Linked DNA regions of Mus musculus: all the other regions are linked to region 3. The links are chromatin contacts, called in public capture Hi-C and promoter capture Hi-C maps. All regions are on one chromosome and are shown on one strand. Each heading gives the region's core, a stretch centred on a gene start, on an enhancer-like site or on the middle of the called end of the contact. The rest is flanking DNA. Distances are from core to core; before and after follow the strand shown. Region 1 holds the start of Ldha (lactate dehydrogenase A). Region 2 holds the start of Aldh16a1 (aldehyde dehydrogenase 16 family, member A1). Region 3 holds the start of Kdelr1 (KDEL (Lys-Asp-Glu-Leu) endoplasmic reticulum protein retention receptor 1). Region 4 holds the start of Scaf1 (SR-related CTD-associated factor 1). Region 5 holds the start of Rpl13a (ribosomal protein L13A).

Region 1 (3,498 bases), core at 917-3,416, 970 kb after region 3:
GGAGGAGGGAGGCTGTGCTTGGAGTGGCGATCACCAAGCGTCTTGGTGTAGTGGAATGGAACCTGCCTGAGGTATCTTCACAGGCCTTTCCTGGGAGTCTTACCTGTCTCTCAACCCCACCCCCTCTTGGCTCTCTGCCTTGCTTTTCTCCCAGCTGGGACATATTTAACAAGCTGGCAGGCCCCATCCTTCACTGAATAAGAACATTGTCCCACAGCCCTGGGGACCTGAGGTGTTGTAAGCTGCCCTTGGGCACCCTGTGCCTCACCCTCAATGCCTCCAGCTGTGTTTGTGGTCCCTGGGCATCCAGCAGCATCTGGAAAACCATTGTAGTGAGCTAAACCGATGTCCCATTTTTCCTGGAGCTGGGGTGAATTTTCCCTTTGCAACCAAGAAAGTGCAAAGTATGGGTCTTTCTGGAAGCTGGCCTTGTGATGCTGCTGCACAAATGCTGCTGAGAGGAAGGAGGCCTATCTGTGTTCTGCATGGGGTCCAGAGTCCTACTCCTTACCTGTGAGGGGGTCCCTGAAGGGTGCACAGGCCACAGTATAGGGTGATGAAAAGAGGGAGTTTCCATTCTGTGGGTATATGGGTCTAAGGGAAGGGAAGAAACAGTATCCCTTCCCAGAATCCTTCTGGGGTCAAAGGAGCTTGTGTGCACATGAGGTTTCCACACGTGTGTTTTCCGCACAAAGCAATTTCCTAGCAGATGAACCTGGCCTGGGCATCTGATAACCCAGTTTACATTCTGCTTAGAGCACTGTATTCCACAGGTTAATAGTTCAGTCCCATGGGACTGCCCCCAATCTAAGACCATAAGCACAAGTAGTTACTACATCTCCACCTGTGCTTCCCCCTCACCACTCTACACTGAGGTATCCACAAGGCTCTCCTCTTCCTCTTGCTTGCTACTTGCTCTGGTGTCTCTTAGAACTCACCTTCACTTTTTTCTTTTAAAAAGTTAAATTTCATTTCTCTTGTTCTGACTTTTTTAAAAAAATAATTTTAACTATATATAGGGGGAGAGAGACTCTATGAAGGTCAAGAGGGTATTGGAACCTCTGGATCTGGAGTTACAAGCTTTTGTGATATTAATGGCAGAGCCATCTCTCCAGGTCCAACTGTTTGACTTTTTAATTTTTTTAAATTTGCGCTCTGCTGAGGGACTCAGGCCTTGGTGTATGCAAGACAAGTGTCCCTGTCCTGGCCACACTCCTAGCCTGTTGTTTGTTATAAAAGAGATCACAAGGGATACAGACAAGCGAAAATAAGGGGGGGCTGTGAGCTTCATTCCCTCTCACATGATCCCTGCATATCCAGCACCCTGCAACCAGCTTGTTCAAATCTTGCTCAAGACTGTAATAGACCTTAATCTGCAGTGAACACATCCCTTCCGGGGAGATGGGTGAGCAGGGTTGAAAGTCACAGTTCTTCCCATCACTAAGGAAATCAAAGCAGTTGCAAACTCCATTTCACATCCTATCAGTGGTGGAGTACCTTAAGATTCACATACGGTTGATCGGGAGCTGGGAGAGGAACAGGAACTGGCCTCACAGCTTAATGAGACCTCTAGAAAGACGTTTAAAGGCAGAGGGGGTGTGTGAAAACAAGCAAGGGCCCTGATACTCCTTGGTAAGGCTAAACACAAATGCCTGCGGGATGGCATGGGAGAGGGCAGATATGGATGTAAGCTGGCAAGCCATCAGAAGCTGAGCCGCACCCCCCTCCCCCCATGGTTTGGGAGATGGAAGTGGGGCAGGAGAAAGGCCCATCTGATAGGCTGCTATGGCGGATAGACCGGCACGGTGCTGGCATGTGCTTTCACACAATATTTACTGAAGGCCTGTTGCTTGCCAGGAGTTGTTCCCGGCGCCGGGAACAGCAATGAAGAAAGTGACCAGGGTTTTTTCTGAGTCTCACAAGTTTTCCGGTGAAGGAGGCGGAGGATCGATGCATTTCGGGCTCCTGCTTCTGAGGCTGAGGAGCATGTCGGGTTGGCCTTTCTTTGGGGTGTCGCAGCACACGTGGAGCCACTCTTGCAGGGACATCGTGCTGCGCGCGCCGCCCCGGTCTCGGTGGCGCCTAGCCCGGCTGGACGCCCGCCCCCGGCCCAGCCTACACGTGGGTTCCCGCACGTCCGCTGGGCTCCCACTCTGACGTCAGCGCGGAGCTTCCATTTAAGGCCCCGCCCGCGTGCTGCTCTGCGTGCTGGAGCCACTGTCGCCGAGCTCGGGCCACGCTGCTTCTCCTCGCCAGTCGCCCCCCCATCGTGCACTAGCGGTACGGTTGGGCCCCACGCTGCCGGCACAGGGGGTCCCTATCCGGGGTGGAGGTGCAGGGTGTTCAGATTTGGGCACGCGTGGGCTACTGTGCTTTGGGGAACTGAGCAGGCGGCCCCACCCAGCCTGGGGCGGCGAGACCCGTGTAAAGAGGACTAAGGGGTGGCTGGCCTGAAGGTTGGGAGCCACCGAACGGGGGCGAGGGAGCGGTGCGAAACTTGAGCTCCCGTAACTCGAGCCCATGGGGGCCGAAAAAGCCTTGGCACGTCCGGGGCGGGTGCTTCGGAGCAGCCGTGCGGTTTGCATTTTCCTTTGCGTGGGCTCGGTGGAGTGGTTGTTTCCTGCAGATTATAGGGCGCTCTTGCCCTAAACGCATTTTGTTAAGAGGCTCGCTCCTGGTGTGACTGGGGATCGTGCTAAGCGCGCTGCGTGCGGAGAGGAAGCGGGAAGAGTCGCAGTCCTTCCTCTGCACCCTAGACGGAAGGAGGAAACCTGTAGCTGAGAGGCCTGCGACACCCATCGGGTCGTAGGTGGGAAGTAGAGGCACCCTGTCCTAATAGAGCACAGACTTGAGGTTTGCGTGAAGTAGATTCTCTGAGGGAAGAGCCCCACGCCCTGCCCCCAGTCAGCAGAGACCTCACAAGGCTGTCTAGAAATAGCAGCGGTTGTAAGGAGACCGGATTCCTGCTTGATGGCCCTAGGCTGCTTGCCCAGAGATCTTGTCCAGTCCTTTTGCACTTTGGAACGATTTCAAAAATAGACATGGTGCTTGCTGGGAAAGGTGGCCATCGCGGGGGTGGGAGTGGGCTCCAGGCCTCAGGCCCTCCGCAATTGTATCCCCATTTTGGAACTGAAGAAATTTCCCTTAGCGGCCACATCCTGGGTAATGAGGCCCCGCCCTGGTGGGTGAAGGCCCTAATCCTGTTAGTGGCATTTGAGATCTCACTCTGGCACCAGGCTAAGGTGGCTGCCAGCTCCACTTCACCGCGCTTGTGCTTTGGGCTCTAGTAAGGGCCAAACTTTGACGCCGAACTGCCTGCCAGAGGTCTCATCCATGGCCAGCAGTCGCTAGACCTATATATATGACACCTGATTCTGAAATTGCGCACGCGCACTGCCTTCCCCCGCCTGCCAGTCTTCTGGATCTGGGCTGGTCATACAACTTGGGTTCTTGCGGGGGTGGGGGGGTTAGGAAGGAAGCTTGCGCGTGCGCAGGCTT
Region 2 (3,390 bases), core at 690-3,189, 720 kb before region 3:
TGCCAGCGGGATCCGACTCTTTTTTTTTTTTTTTAAAGATTTTATTTATTTATTATATATAGGTACACTGTCGCTGTCTTCAGACACTCCAGAAGAGGGAGTCAGATTTTGTTACGGATGGTTGTGAGCCACCATGTGGTTGCTGGGATTTGAACTCCGGACCTTCGGAAGAGCAGTCGGGTGCTCTTACCCACTGAGCCATCTCACCAGCCCGGGATCCGACTCTTAACCAGCATCTTGGTGACATCTCTTGATGAACCAGTCTGCCTCCATCTTAGGCTTGAAAGCCTCTTAAAGACAAACTAGCTTCTTTCCTGTTTCTGATTAAACCTGTTTCTCAAGATTGGGTTATGTCCCACCTGTAACCTTAAGTACAAATGGTTCTGCACTGCCTGTTCCAGAAAACTTCAACCATGTCTTGGTTTTAAAAAGATATATATTTTTAAAAGATTTATTTATTATTTATTATATGTAAGTACACTGTAGCTGTCTTCAGACACTCCAGAAGAGGGCATCATATCTCGTTATAGGATGGTTGTGAGCCACCATGTGGTTGCTGGGATTTGAACTCTGGACCTTTGGAAGAGCAGTCGGGTGCTCTTACCTACTGAGCCATCTCACCAGCCCTTAAAAAGATATTATAATTGTTTTGCAACCCTACCTTTGTTTCAAAAGGTTGTTATGGCTACCATTTTAGGAACACCTTGCAATAATGTCTTTACTACAGAAGGTTATTATAATGTGTATGTTCTGCTCCTGTAACCTCAACTATTTTGGTGGCCAAATCCCCCTATCCACAAACTATATATAAAAACCTTGTCTTTCTCACATCCAGGACTGACTTCTAGAACCAAAGCTTATTGGGGAGGCAGCTTGTGTCCTCAAAAAAAAGCTAGCTTAATTAATTACTTGCTTAAATTACTTTGGCCGTGATGATTTCGGGTCAGTGATCTTTCTCCTTGTATCTTTGGGATCAACACTCTAAACTTTATAGAGTGTTTTATGCTGTCCCTCCAAAGCTGGAGTCCTTTTGTAGTGTGGTGACTCCTCTTAAGAGTCTAAAGACTCTACAACCTCCTAATACCTGCTTGGATGCTGGAAGAATTTCTGGGACCCTGGGCATTCTGATTGGTCCTTGGTTTTAAAGAAAATCCCAGGAACCCTACCACATTCCGATGAGGCTGCAAGAGGGTTCTGGAGCCTTGGGCCAGGAGGCTCTAAAGGAATAATATAAATGAAGTACGAAAACAGGAAAATCTCCCAAAGAAATCCACTAAACTTGGGAGGGGGAGAGGGAGAATGAGAATAGGATGGGCTAGGAGGGTCAAGAGAACTCAGATGACGTTCGAAGGGGCAGGAGATCACAGAGCACCGTAAGGATATTGAAACAAGGGGAGCAGTCATAGCAAGTTTTGGACGAACTTGGGGTTCTAAACGAACTTGAGGTTCTAAACGTTCCCGCGAGCCTCCAAAGTGCCGGGGGCCACAAGGAACCACGATCTAGCAAGGTGAAGACTCAGGAGGACCGCGAGAGGTATGGGGATTTAGTGACCACCCGTTCCTGAAGGGTCCTGGGGAAACACTACGGCGGCGTTCGGGACCGTAAACGAAAACCGCGAGGACAACCATCGCCGCCCACCGCCAGCCGCCCAGCCCAGGCTTCCGCACTGTAGGGGAAATCACGCGCTCAGAGGGGCGGGGCTTCCGAGAAGGCCGCAGTGGATGACGGGAGCCCGCGCGCCCCAAGCGGCCGAGAGGACTCGGAGGCAGCAGCGGCCGCGGGGCAAGCCCTCACCAGTGCGCATGCGTGGCTCTCCGGCACCGGTCCGTACTCCAGCGTCGTGAAAATCTCCCGGGTACTGGGCTGTACACGCGTAGCCGCCATCGCTCTCCCGGAGCCTTCCGCGAGGGATTGCTGGACGGTCTACCTAGAGGAACTTGGAGGTCCGAAGGGCGGCACCGCCCACTCCAATCAAAGGGGCGGGGCCAACCGTAGGGCCCGGAAGCGAGCTATATAGGACGTGACCCGCCTACTTTAGAGCCGCGCGATGCGGCCTATGGGCGGATGCTGGGAAATGTAGTTTCGGGGAGAACAGACATGGTTGGGTGGGTGGGTGGGGTCCCGCACTGGCAGAAGGCCTTCGGCTATTGTCACTTTGACTCTTTAGAAAAAATAGATTTTCGTTGTTTTGTTTTATTTTGTTTTTCAGACAGAGTCTCACTGTGAGCTCTGGAGGCCCTGGATCTAACTATGTAGACCCGGCTGGCTTCAACTCACAGACCCACCTATCTCCGCCTCCCGAGTGCTGGTATTAGAGGCGTGTGCCAGCACACTTGGCTAAAAAAATATTTATCTTTCTTTGTATGTACTCTGTGTAGCCCTGGCTCTCCTGGAACTCACTTTGTAGACCAGGCTGGCCTCGAACTCAGAAATCCGCCTGCCTCTGCTTCCGGAGTGCTGGGATTAAAGGCGTGCGCCACCACGCCCAGCCCTGAGGTATGTCTTTGCACTATGTGTCTGCAGTGCCTGTGGAGCCCAGAAGAGGGCGATGCAGCCGCTGGGCTGGAGAGAGCCTCATGACAGTTGTGGCTGTTTGGAGCTTAACCCCAGACATCTCCAAAAATAACATGTGTTCTTAATTGCTGAGCCTTCTCTCCACCCCAAATGCTTTTCTTTCTTTAAAAGAAGCAAACAAAGATTATTGTTATGTGCATGAGTATTTTGCCTGCTTGTCTGTGCATCATGTACATGCAGTTCCCCAGGAGGCCAGAAGAGGAGGCGACAGATCCCCCTAGAACTGGAGTTACAGGGCTTTGTTAGTCGCAATCTGGGTGTTGGGAATCGAACTCTCCTCTTCTGGAAGAGCAGTCAGCACTCTGCCGTTTAACTATCTCTCCAGCCTCCTCTGCCTCTATAACTTCTTTATAAGCAAAAACATTAATTATGTTCAAAAAAGGGCGATTAATAGCATTGAGACTGGGTGTGTGTTGAGTGGGATCAGACCCAGAGCCTAACTCATGATAGACAAGAGCAGGAGATACTAAAGTTCTCAGAGTGGCAATCCTTTCTGTACTGTAACCTCTGAGGTTTGGGAAGGGCAGATATGTAGGTTTTATTGATTCAGGAAGTGTGTCATTTCGCAGGCCTCCTCAGTCCTTACTTTTGATTGGTTGGCTAGGAGGGCGTGGCTTCAGCTCTTTCATACAAGTGGTCCCTGTAGGTGCCTGCTTTGGATGAAGGGCGCTGAGGTGGGCTTAACGGTGGCTACTTCAGTTCCTTAGTTATACAGACGCCGGAAGTGTGGCTTTCATTTATGCATTGGCCAAACAGGACCTATCAAGATACCCAGCCGACTTGAGAACGGAGCCTTCATCGTAATGGAACTGTAG
Region 3 (3,558 bases), core at 233-2,732:
CTTGGACCCAGTTGTCCAGATGCCAGCCCACCTCCCTCATACCCAAGGGACTAGACCCTAGTTCTTTCCCTCTAGACGGATGGGGCTGGATCCCAGTTCTCCTACCTCAGACTGTAGCCCTCCCCTTAAACCTATGGGGCTAGGCTCCCAGTCCCCTCCTCCCTCAGACCTAGATGTCCATACTCGACCCTCTTCTTTCAGGCCTAGGTGGCCAGACTCTGGCACCATTTTCTGTGACCTAGGGGTTAGATCCCAGCCATCCTCCCTCCAAACCAGGGGTCCAGAATCCCTGGATTCCAAGTTGTGGATCTTCTATTTCAGATTTGGGGTCCAATGCCTGGCCCTGTTCTCTCAGAAGCAGGAATTTAGATAACAGCCCTCCTTTCGAAGACCACAGATTCTCCCTTAGTCCTTCTCGATCATACCTGGGGGCCAGGTCTTGAGCAAGTTCCTCACTGAGGGACCACTTGATGAGTGAGGGACTAGTCTCTCACAGCTCTGAGTACACAATTCCCTGGAGGAAAACTGCTTCCTTTGTCACAGACACAGTAATCCTAAACTATAACCCTACTTTTGAGGTTCTGAGGTCCCATAAAGTCACCTGTCCATCTTGCCTCTGGTAGGACAGTCCTTAGTATCTAACATTGGGAGGAGTGTGCTTCAGGATTCCCGGGTCCCTGAGAATGGAAGTTGGAGGTGGAGAAAGAGAGGTGGAGGAGGGGAAGAGAGAGGGAGAATATGAATGTGTAGAGGCGCTGGGACCTAGGCCTGTAGCAGTCGATTGGAGCCCTGCTTCTCGTGCCCTAAGACCTGGGAAGACTCGGGTCATGACAGTTTCTGAAAGAGCCAGGACCTGGCATTTTGGGTCTTAGAAGGAGGATGGAGTTATGGGTGTAGATTCCCAGGTCAGAATGTTGAGCAATAAAGTAATTGTTGGGGATAGGATTGTAGAGGCGGTAGGCTCAGTCAGGATCCCCGAGTGTGTGGCAGTGGGGCCTGGGTTTTCTAACTGAATTGGGACTAGAGATCACAGACAAAGCTAGAAGTCTACCCTCTTAATCTCCAGGATTCTTGTTGTTGTTACTATTAGTATTAATAATTTGTGCAGGAATAGACTGTCACTGTGGAGCCCTAGGCCTGGAACTGGGGGGTCCCTCTGCTTCATCCTCCCAGTACTAAGATTACAGGCTACACCATCACCCAACACAGCACTAGGATCTTTAGATTCAGAACTCAAACTTCAGGATTCCTGTTTAAGGGCAGAGGTTAGACGAACTCTCTACAGTTCCTTACTAAAGAGAAGGCACCTGGGAATGTGGGACCCTAAAGACCCTTCCATCAGTTAGTAGGCTTATTCGATACGACTCTGCAAAGCAGGTTGCAGGCGCCAGAGGGCGCCAGACAGTCAACCCGCCCTTGGGGTGGCGCTACAGCTCAGACTCCTCCCTTCCCACCTCGGCCCTCCTCCCTTTTCTCCCAGCCAGCTTTACCACCAGCTCCGGCCTCGGCTCACCTTCCAGAGCCCCTTCCCCGGAGCTGAGCTACCGAAGGGCTTCTCTCCCGCCCTCAACCCAGCAGCACCGCAGCTCCGGGGCAGCCCGGCCGGCCAGCCTCCCCCCCCACCCAGCTCAGCCCTGCCCGAGTCCCCCAGTCATGAACCTCTTCCGATTCCTGGGAGACCTCTCCCACCTCCTAGCTATCATCTTGTTACTGCTCAAAATCTGGAAGTCCCGATCGTGTGCGGGTGAGAGGCCCCCCCGCGGAGAGGGGGCGGGAGCGGGCCGCTCTGGGGCACCGGGAAGGCTGGAGCTCGGCAGGTCAGAGTCCTCCCGGACTGCCTGCTGGGGATCACTTTTCTAGTTCTAGGGTCACCAGGGGGTCAGCTCCTTTCCCTAGACTAAGGGGTACACATAGTTTGGTGGGGGTGGCTTCGGGCGTTCAGTTCAACCTTCTGCAGCACCCTTTGGGACAGCTCTGGGTGTTCCGGGGCTGGGAACCAGGAGCCATGGCAGGCGGGGAGGTGGCTGGGAGTTGGTGACGTGGACTGTGGAAGGCCAGGAAGGGAGCGGGAGGAAGGTGACCGACTGGGAGGCTGAAGTCAGGCAGGGCTCTCCCTAGGTCCCAGTGTAGGTCTAGACTGTCAGGAGGACCTGAGGGAGACAGAAGGACCGGCGAGGCCTAGCCTGGGATAGAGCCTCGGTCTCTAGTATTTTTGGAGCCGGCTGCCCCCTGCCTGTGGATGGTGGAAAAAGGGCCGAGCTCAGGCTTAAAGGCCTTGGGGAATCGCTGTGGTCTAGAGCTCCAGCCGGCTGGCCCAGGCGCTGCATGTTAGTTTATTATTGCCCCAAGTAGCCCACCTCCAGCTCCCTCCACCCTGCCCTTCGTTCTCTGTCTCAACCAGGCATTTCAGGGAAGAGCCAAGTCCTGTTTGCTGTGGTGTTCACTGCCCGATATCTGGACCTGTTCACCAACTACATTTCACTCTACAACACCTGCATGAAGGTAGAGTTGCAGTCAGCCCCCTGTGGCAGGGTTCCAGGCCAGGGATCAGGGAGGAGTCACCAAAGAGGCTTGGGCCTAGACATATGGTCTGAGGGAGGTGGCTGGGGAACATGATTTCTCTCTCCCTCACCGTGACCTGAGGCCCTACCTGTGAGCTGAGATGCCCTGTTACCCTCTTATCAGGTGGTCTACATAGCTTGTTCCTTTACCACGGTGTGGATGATCTACAGCAAGTTCAAAGCTACTTATGATGGCAACCACGACACTTTCCGGGTGGAGTTCCTCGTCGTTCCTACTGCTATTTTGGCTTTCCTGGTCAACCATGACTTCACCCCTCTGGAGGTAGGTTTCTGCTGGGCCTGTGTGGTGGTTGGGTAGAGGCAGAGTATCTGACAGGAGGCCCTGTCAGGTGTCTTCCTCTACACAGCTTGCTAAGGCCTAAGTTCGTCGGTGGCAGACACTGTGAACATAATCACAACCCAGCATCCCATTTGCTGCTCTGAGCAGTTAATGTACCTGGCGTCTAGAGTGGCACCCCTTAAGTCGTCTGAATGTCCAAGGGCACCTAGTCCAGCAAGAGCTGGGCTGATGAGGGCTAGGAATGGCAAGCAGAGCTCTGCGGTGGGGCCACGTGAGTTTAAATCCCAGTTACACATCCTATTTTTAGTTTGTTTTTTTTTTCCTCTCAGGAAGTGTTGGAGATAGAGTCTAGGGTCTTATGCATGCGAGGCCGGTGCTTTCTTCTGGAGGCACTGTCAATTATTGGTTTTCTAAGATAGGGGCTGGCCTAGAACTTACAGTCCTCTTGCTTCACTGCTTGGATTATAGCTGTCTGTTATCTCCCCTGGTTGGGAGCCCCAATTTCTACTATAATGACTTCAGCCTCTTTGCCTCAGTTTCCCCATTGTAAAATGGTCATGAGAGGGTCACTGGGTTCAGGGTTGCCTGGTGGTTATATGCAGAGACTCTGGAGCTGAGGTACAGGGACTGGAAGCTTGCTTCTTCAGCTGGACAGTGGTGGGACTATGGACCAGTGTACACCTGGGCTTTTTGTAA
Region 4 (3,527 bases), core at 294-2,793, 860 kb before region 3:
CAAGCTTCTCTAAGCTAACATTCAAGACTTTCCTACCCTGTATAGCAATAATTCCCAGCTCTGAGGATGCTCTCTCACAGTCTGATACACATCTTATCCAAAGCACTGACTGTCACAGAAAAGAAATTGTACCAAGAGATCCTGGCTGCAGATTTGGAGATCCCCAAAACCATAGACCTTGTAAGGCTCTGCAGACCATGTGAGATCGGTGATCCCTCAATTACAGGGCTCTGGGAGCAATTTAGTGATTCACAAACAGCTCATTACACAAAGTACATAAAACATAATGGAAAATACTTTCCAAGTTTCAAATGGAACCATGAGTTTGCAGGACTGGAGTAATATTAGTAAAATACATATGTTGGCATGCACTTAATCTCATCGAATAATGCATTTTTTCCCTTCCTATCAAGGTCAAGTTGCAGAGCACTGCACTAGATGATCCCAGACAGCTCTACAGACCCTCAGGAATGATTCTAACTCCTCAGCATGGGGACAACACAGGTTCTTTTTTGTTTGAAACCATTTTCTTTTTAATTACTTTCTGAAAGGCAAGTACATTTGAGCTGGATAAAATTCCCAGCGTTTTCTGTTATTATTCTCTACACATTTATCTACTCTTCAAAAGCACTTGAATTTCCTCCAAGACATAGACTGTATTCTTGCAATCATTGGACGATTCTAGTTCCTTCAAACTACCCCACCCTACCCCACCCACCCCTATCTCCGAGTCACCCCCACATAAAACACTTCCCAGACCTTAGCGACTCATTTATGCCTCTGGGCACATCACAAAGCTTGCTTCCCTCTCCCTAGGTGGGAGTACATCTCTTTCTTCCAGGTGGACCTTAACACTTCCTAGTCCTTGAAGAGAGCTTCCAGGCCTCATAAATGGTCCCAGATCCATGTAGATGAGCCGAATGCAGAGGCCAGCATGAGGAGAGACTTCCCAGCCCTAACAAATACACCCCAGTGAACTAGGTGACTCTGCAGACCCCCTTAACTCCTGGGGGAGTGAAGATCTCAAGATGGCCCCAAAAGCCTCTCAACAGACCCTAGCCTACGGTCGCACATAAAAACCATCTACGGCGCCTGCAGACGTGTCCAGGCTCAGCAATGGGAAGGAGGGCCGGCCTAGTCGCGGTCCAGGCCATACGAAAGCCCTCTGGCACCCACGGGCGCGTCCGGGGCCCTAAGAAGGCCCCCTACTCAGAGACTGCCTTGGCCGCTGCAGCCGGGTCCGAAGGTGCCACGCTACGCTCTCCAGGCCCCGTGGCATACGGGCGACACTCGGAGACGACTAGCGACCCGACTCCGCCCCGCCCACCCCGATAGGCCCGAGCCCCGCGGCCCGGACCGCCGCCGCCATCTTACCCCGCCGCTCGGGCTGCGGCTCCGGTCCCGGCGCGGGGCGGGGCGGAATGGGGCGGGGCTCGCGATTTGAGCTGGGGAAGGGCGGAACCAAATTGCCGCGGCGCTTGCCGGGATTTCAAGTACCCAGCTGGGTTTCCGAAAGGCCGGCAGCACCGGAGGCGACTCCGTTTCCCAGAAATCAATGCGTCACATGGAGGTGGAGTGCGCGCGCTGGATGCCGGGAGATGTAGTCCGTGTGAAGACTCCGTCACGCGGGGGACAGTGTACGGGGTGAGAGGTGAAGTGGGCGGGGCTGCTGGAGCGCGCGGTACGACCCCCCTCAGTGTCCTGCGTGCGCGGGGAAAAAGGCGGCGGATCAGGAAGTGATGTAAAAAAGGCGCTCCGTTGTTGAGATCCATGGGAATTGTAGTTCAATTAAGATGGACGCTACCCCGCCCATGGTCGTCCTTTCTGAATATGAAACCCTTCTAATTTTTTTCTCCTATAAATCCTAAGAAGATTTTTTTGAGACGCTGTCTTATGTATCTCAGACGGGCTTGGAACTTGCTGCTGTCTTTCTGCTTCTGTTTCCCCAGTGCTGGGACTCGTCAGTTATCATGCCCAGCTTCTAAAATTATTTATTGGGGGGGGGGAACTAGAGATTGAATTTAAATGCTCATACATGGTAGACAAACGTTCTATGTTATCACTAAACTATATCTATAGTCCTCTTTTCGTTTGTTTGTTTTGAGATAAGTTCATTCTAAGATGTCCAGAATAGGCTTTAACTTAAAATAATCTCCATTAAATTCAGAACTCAGGAGTCAAACCAGAGCTCCTTTACTCAGGACAGGAAAATCCAAACTCTGAGTCTTCTGGTTCAGAGCAGATGAGTGAAGACTCATTTCCCTCTTCCTTGGGACTCTGGAATTTCAATCCTCTTCCCTTTCAGGACGTCAATACCATATCTTACATAAATGTAAGTGCTAAATTCTTCCACAACCCTCCCGGAGCACTCATGCCCTCGAACTCAGAATTCTGGGTCCCCAGACTCTCCATCCTTTGGCCCCATGAGTCCAGACTCCCAGCTTTCCCAGTAGTAGTAAGGAGCCCCTCCCGACCCCCTGGACCGGAGTCGGACCGGAGAAATCTAAGTCTCTAACTCAATACTCTCGTAGGAACCAGTGTCTGAGCTATCAACCGCATCCTTCCAAAGCCCAGAAATCCTGGCTGTCGGCCCTTCTAGACCCGGACTTCCCGACTAGGATGAACTGGCTCATGGATTAGGAATGTGGTGATCTCACAGCCCGTCCTGCCCAGTTACCCTGCTGTCCCCCTCCAGGGCCCCAGCTCCCCTCCCAGTCTATCTTCCGTTTGGCTGGGACAGCGGGAACCGGAAGCCTAAGTCCATAGACAGGCCGAGACGCCAGCCTCTAGAACGAAGCTGGGGCAGAGAACTTGGCGACAATCCCAGGGAGGAGGCGGAGATTAATTTTGAGACCTGTGCTGTCCTAAGATCTCCCTATATACGGCCCTGAGAAGGAGCCCCAAGCCACACCTACCAGAAACAGTGGTCCTTAGATAATAACTACCGCAACATTTAATTTGCATATCCCCGCCCCGAAGAAAACTTTTTCGCCCAAAGATGGGGTTTATTAGCATAGCTCCTCCCAAAGGCGGACTGCAGGAGGAGAGCTCGTGGCTGTGCTTAGGGTGGACACAGGGTCATTAGCATATCCCCACCCCTCTTGGAATTCCCCGTTTTTGCAACCTTGTTTCCCCTACCCTTATTAGTCTAGCTCCTCCCTCACTCTGGCCTCGCCTCCTCCAGAAGCATCCGGAGACTCGTGTCCTCTGGCCAAAGCTCATGTTTATGCAGTATTATTAGCATAACCCACCCCTTGGTCTCTCCTGACTCCCCCTAGGCGGTAGCGGCGGCAGCAGCAGCGGTGGCGACATGAGCAGCGGGGCGGCGTCCGGGACTGGGCGGGGGCGGCCCCGGGGCGGGGGGCCGGGACCCAGGGACCCCCCGCCCGGCGAGACTCACAAGCTGGTGGTCGTAGGCGGCGGCGGCGTGGGCAAGAGCGCGCTGACCATCCAGTTCATCCAGGTAGTGGGCCCTCACCGGGGAGGGTTTCCCCGAGATCGAGACTTTGAGCCCTTTGGGTTCCCTG
Region 5 (3,319 bases), core at 537-3,036, 740 kb before region 3:
CTGTCCTACATGTCACCACATCACCAACTCACCTCGCACAGTGCGCCAGAAAATGCGGCTGGGGGCTCGGAAGTGGTAGGGGCCTCGGGAGGGGTTGGTATTCATCCGCTTCCGGAGAAAGGCCAGATACTTTACTGTCAGGACAAAAGTATGTGAGGCACCCTTGGACCCAAGAGCAGAGCAGATAGCCTGCTTGTCCAGGAGCAAGGCAACAGCCCGCCTGAAGACCACTGCCCCAGCCCTAACTCACACTTGTTTCTGTAGAAGTTTCCAGAAATGTTGATGCCTTCACAGCGTACGACCACCACCTTCCGGCCTAGAGTTAACAGGGAGTTGGAGATTAGTCAGCAAAGCCTCTTGGAAGGCAGATCTCTTGCTCCAAAAGTATTTTTAGGCCAGGGGTCCCAAGAAAGCAGGGGCTGGCGAGTCTCAGAGCGGTGCATGGGTTGATCTCACAGTCGTGAGACTCAAACGAAAGATGGTGAGTGTTGCTCATCATGGACTCCCAGGCAAAGGTAAATGGTGAATGAAACTTACCCAGAAGTACCTGCTTGGCCACAATGGCCGCCAGGCGGCCAAGAAGATGGCCTCGGCCATCCAATACCAGAACCTGTGGAAACAAGAATGCTTAGGAAACAGTTTGGCTTCCCCTATTCCAGGTTAGCAACCCGTCAGGATGCCTACTACCCAGATGAAGCAAGTGTCCCAAAGGGCCACTATAGTACTAACAAAGCCTCAGCAGGCATAGGATTCCTATTGTGTATATAAGTTGATTTTTTAAAATGGAACTTCATTTAACCCTTCCAGGCCTCAAATCCCAGGATAGCTGGGATCCAGTGGCACACCGTTCACTCCAAAATTGACCAGACCTGCTTTCAGACTTTAGCCTGTTGTAACTTTTCATCGGATCCTCAGATGCTCAAGCAGAACCTTTCTTATATGCACTCAAAAGAACCCGATTTAGCTAAGCACACATCGTCCTGTGATTCTGAGCAGTGCAGACTGGATTACAAAGCTAAATCCCGTCTCAGGCATGGAGGCACATGTCTGCATCCCAACCCAAACTACAGAAGAAGCCCATTCCACAGCCACCCTGTTTATTGCTGTTACTGGAGGGTCTCCGGAACTTCCCAAGTTCTTTTTAAAGGGCAAAACTGTCCCAAACAGCACCATTTACTTCCTGAGCAGCAACCTGTCAAGGAATCTAAAGTCAGGAGGAAGGTACAGGCAATTCCTGACCAGCCTCAAAATGAAGAGGTTCCTGCTTCAGTCGGGTGAATAAGTAATATTTAAAGTCTGTCTTATCAATCTCCCCAATTCTGAAGAACACCGAAAACACCCTCAAAAGGCCTACAAGCCTTCAGATCAGATGTTACAGGAATCCGGTGCCCTAAAGTCATGCAAAGCAGGAGCCTGCGACAGTTTCTCCTTATCTTACATACATACACCAGGCATGAGAGATTGCAAGCTCCCCGCACCCCAACGCCTGAGATTACAACCTGTAAAAGTTGTTTCTGGTGTTGGAACCCCAGCCCCACTCCCGTCTTCCCCAGAAAACCCGCTGCATTTCCATCGCCCCATACCTAGGCAGCCGCGGCTTGTTACGCCCGTTACACAGTCCCCTCGCGTGAGACGTTTGCTAAGTCCCATCGCACAAGCGGCGGGGAGCAGTGGCCCCTCACTGCGCTCCCGCCTGGCACCCACCCGACCCCACACCGCCCGGCGCGCGCAGAGTCCGAACCTGCCCCTCCGCCATCTTCGGCAGCCGCCTGGGAAAGGAGGAGGTCTTGTCGCAGGGTTTCTTATCCCTTGCTGCAGGGGCGGAGGAAGTGACGCAGACGGCTCGAACCGAAGAGTTTCCGTCTTCTAATTGGTCGAAGCGGTGAGTGCGCGTCTATCGAGGCGGGCCATTTTTATTTTGTCCAATCAGAATGTCGCCTGAGTTGGCTCTTGGCGGCCATGACTGTGCGGGGCGGGATGTCACGTGGGTTTCGGAGCGGCTTCAGCCGTACAATGCCGGCCAAGCCGCAGCCGCCATATTTGAAGGGATCGCTCTTCTCCGTTCCGGTGTCTGCCATGTGCAGCGCCATTACTCCCATCAAGTGATGGCGGCTGCAGAACATGTGGTGTCCATGAGGGGGCGAGCATAGTCCCTGTCGGCCCTTCAGAGCTGCTCGTGCAGCGGTCCCTCCCCTCAACCCCACAGTGGGCTGACCATCGCTGGCTGTCCTGAACCTGGGAGTCTCGGGTGGAGGAAGCCTTCCAACGGGTGGAGGAAGCCTTCCTGGATGGAGGAGGATGGGGTGAATGAGGGGCTTTGAGGGTCCCGAGACGCAGACGCCCTCACTCGCTTCTATCCCCAAAGGCCTTTGTTTCCGTGACTGTTGTCCGCGCTGCCCTCCCGTCTGTGCGCCTCTAACCGCCCGCCTCCGAAGGGAAATAACTAACCAAAAGACTGTTGGCTATCAAAGACTCGTTTTGTCCTGAAAACCTCCCTAACCAGCCGAGCCTGAGTCGAGTCCTCCTGTAGGTGCCAGCACCGTTTGCTTGCTTGTTACACTTTGGGGCTATGGTTTTGGGGAATTGAGTTGCGTCTGCACATCAAATTCCCATGGGGCGTGCCCTGTGCTGACCCTGGGCTACTGGAGGCCTCGGAAAACAAATAGAATCTTTTGTCGTTGGTTTGGGTTTCTGACGTAAGATTTCTGCAATCCTGGCTGACCTTAAATTTAAGATCCTGCCTCAGCTTCTGGAAAGCCAACAAACCAAGATTTTGAAACCTAAAAGGTGCACCTATTCCCTGTCCTATCCACAGACAGACCCGGATGAGCTGGTTAAAAAAAAAAAAATTATATACAAGTACATGGGGGCAAGAATGGGGTGAGTGGGACTTTTGGTGAGTTGTGATGTCTCCATCCTCGGCAAAGAGCTGGCGGGGTCGGAGCAGTGAGGTCCAAAAGGGGGCTAGTCTCCACCCAAATGTCTGTGTGTCCAGGCTGTGTCTGTCGGGTGACTCCTGCTTCGCCTCAGTATCCTCTGTAAAAGGGGGTGATCAATGGTCCCTGAGGACTGGAGTTCTCACGTGACACTCTACCACTGATCTACGCCCCCAGCCCAGCCCCTCGCCGCTCCCCTCCCCCCCCTCTTAGGTTAGCTTCGGACTTCTATGTAACAGTAGATAACCCAGAATCCCTGATCTTTCTGCCTCTTCTCCAGAGTGCTAAGGAATACAGACAGATTTACACCGCAAACTTTGCTCCATGTCTTTTTTTTTGGAGGTTTTAGGGGCAGGCCTGGTGGCTCACCTGTCTCGGAGGAG

Evidence for each region. Promoter capture Hi-C pulls out the DNA fragments that hold promoters and counts their contacts. Capture Hi-C pulls out chosen DNA fragments and counts their contacts.
Region 1: a promoter capture Hi-C map of adipose tissue shows a contact between it and region 3. The contact joins the promoter of Ldha here to the promoter of Kdelr1 in region 3. A contact is called at or near these places in 1 of 39 promoter capture datasets (cranial neural crest) and 1 of 9 other capture datasets (adipose tissue).
Region 2: a promoter capture Hi-C map of pre-B cells shows a contact between it and region 3. The contact joins the promoter of Aldh16a1 here to the promoter of Kdelr1 in region 3. A contact is called at or near these places in 4 of 39 promoter capture datasets (the HPC-7 cell line, cranial neural crest, liver and 1 more) and 1 of 115 datasets of contacts at active chromatin or transcription factors (astrocytes).
Region 4: a contact with region 3 is called in a promoter capture Hi-C map of pre-B cells. The contact joins the promoter of Scaf1 here to the promoter of Kdelr1 in region 3. A contact is called at or near these places in 2 of 39 promoter capture datasets (cranial neural crest and pre-B cells), 1 of 115 datasets of contacts at active chromatin or transcription factors (memory CD8 T cells) and 2 of 9 other capture datasets (adipose tissue and liver).
Region 5: a capture Hi-C map of macrophages shows a contact between it and region 3, with 3 times the contacts expected there. The contact joins the promoter of Rpl13a here to the promoter of Kdelr1 in region 3. A contact is called at or near these places in 3 of 39 promoter capture datasets (cranial neural crest, embryonic stem cells and liver), 1 of 115 datasets of contacts at active chromatin or transcription factors (memory CD8 T cells) and 1 of 9 other capture datasets (macrophages).

What each region holds. Positions count from the first base shown.
Region 1 is chr7:46,843,638-46,847,135 of GRCm38.p6, forward strand. Ldha (lactate dehydrogenase A) reads left to right here and starts at 2,167. Exons shown (of 8, transcript NM_010699.2): 1 at 2,167-2,280.
Region 2 is chr7:45,152,597-45,155,986 of GRCm38.p6, forward strand. Aldh16a1 (aldehyde dehydrogenase 16 family, member A1) reads right to left here and starts at 1,940. Exons shown (of 17, transcript NM_145954.2): 1 at 1,796-1,940. The coding sequence starts at 1,885. Pih1d1 (PIH1 domain containing 1) reads left to right here and starts at 1,707. Exons shown (of 10, transcript NM_029406.4): 1 at 1,707-1,944.
Region 3 is chr7:45,871,358-45,874,915 of GRCm38.p6, forward strand. It overlaps Kdelr1 (KDEL (Lys-Asp-Glu-Leu) endoplasmic reticulum protein retention receptor 1), which reads left to right and starts at 1,483. Exons shown (of 5, transcript NM_133950.2): 1 at 1,483-1,744; 2 at 2,402-2,502; 3 at 2,686-2,844. The coding sequence starts at 1,654.
Region 4 is chr7:45,014,706-45,018,232 of GRCm38.p6, forward strand. Scaf1 (SR-related CTD-associated factor 1) reads right to left here and starts at 1,544. Exons shown (of 11, transcript NM_001008422.1): 1 at 1,375-1,544. Rras (related RAS viral (r-ras) oncogene) reads left to right here and starts at 3,237. Exons shown (of 6, transcript NM_009101.3): 1 at 3,237-3,463. The coding sequence starts at 3,311.
Region 5 is chr7:45,126,959-45,130,277 of GRCm38.p6, forward strand. It overlaps Rpl13a (ribosomal protein L13A), which reads right to left and starts at 1,787. Exons shown (of 8, transcript NM_009438.5): 1 at 1,742-1,787; 2 at 538-610; 3 at 251-316; 4 at 33-134. The coding sequence starts at 1,756. It overlaps Mir5121 (microRNA 5121), which reads right to left and starts at 33; the gene lies at 1-33. It overlaps Snord32a (small nucleolar RNA, C/D box 32A), which reads right to left and starts at 505; the gene lies at 425-505.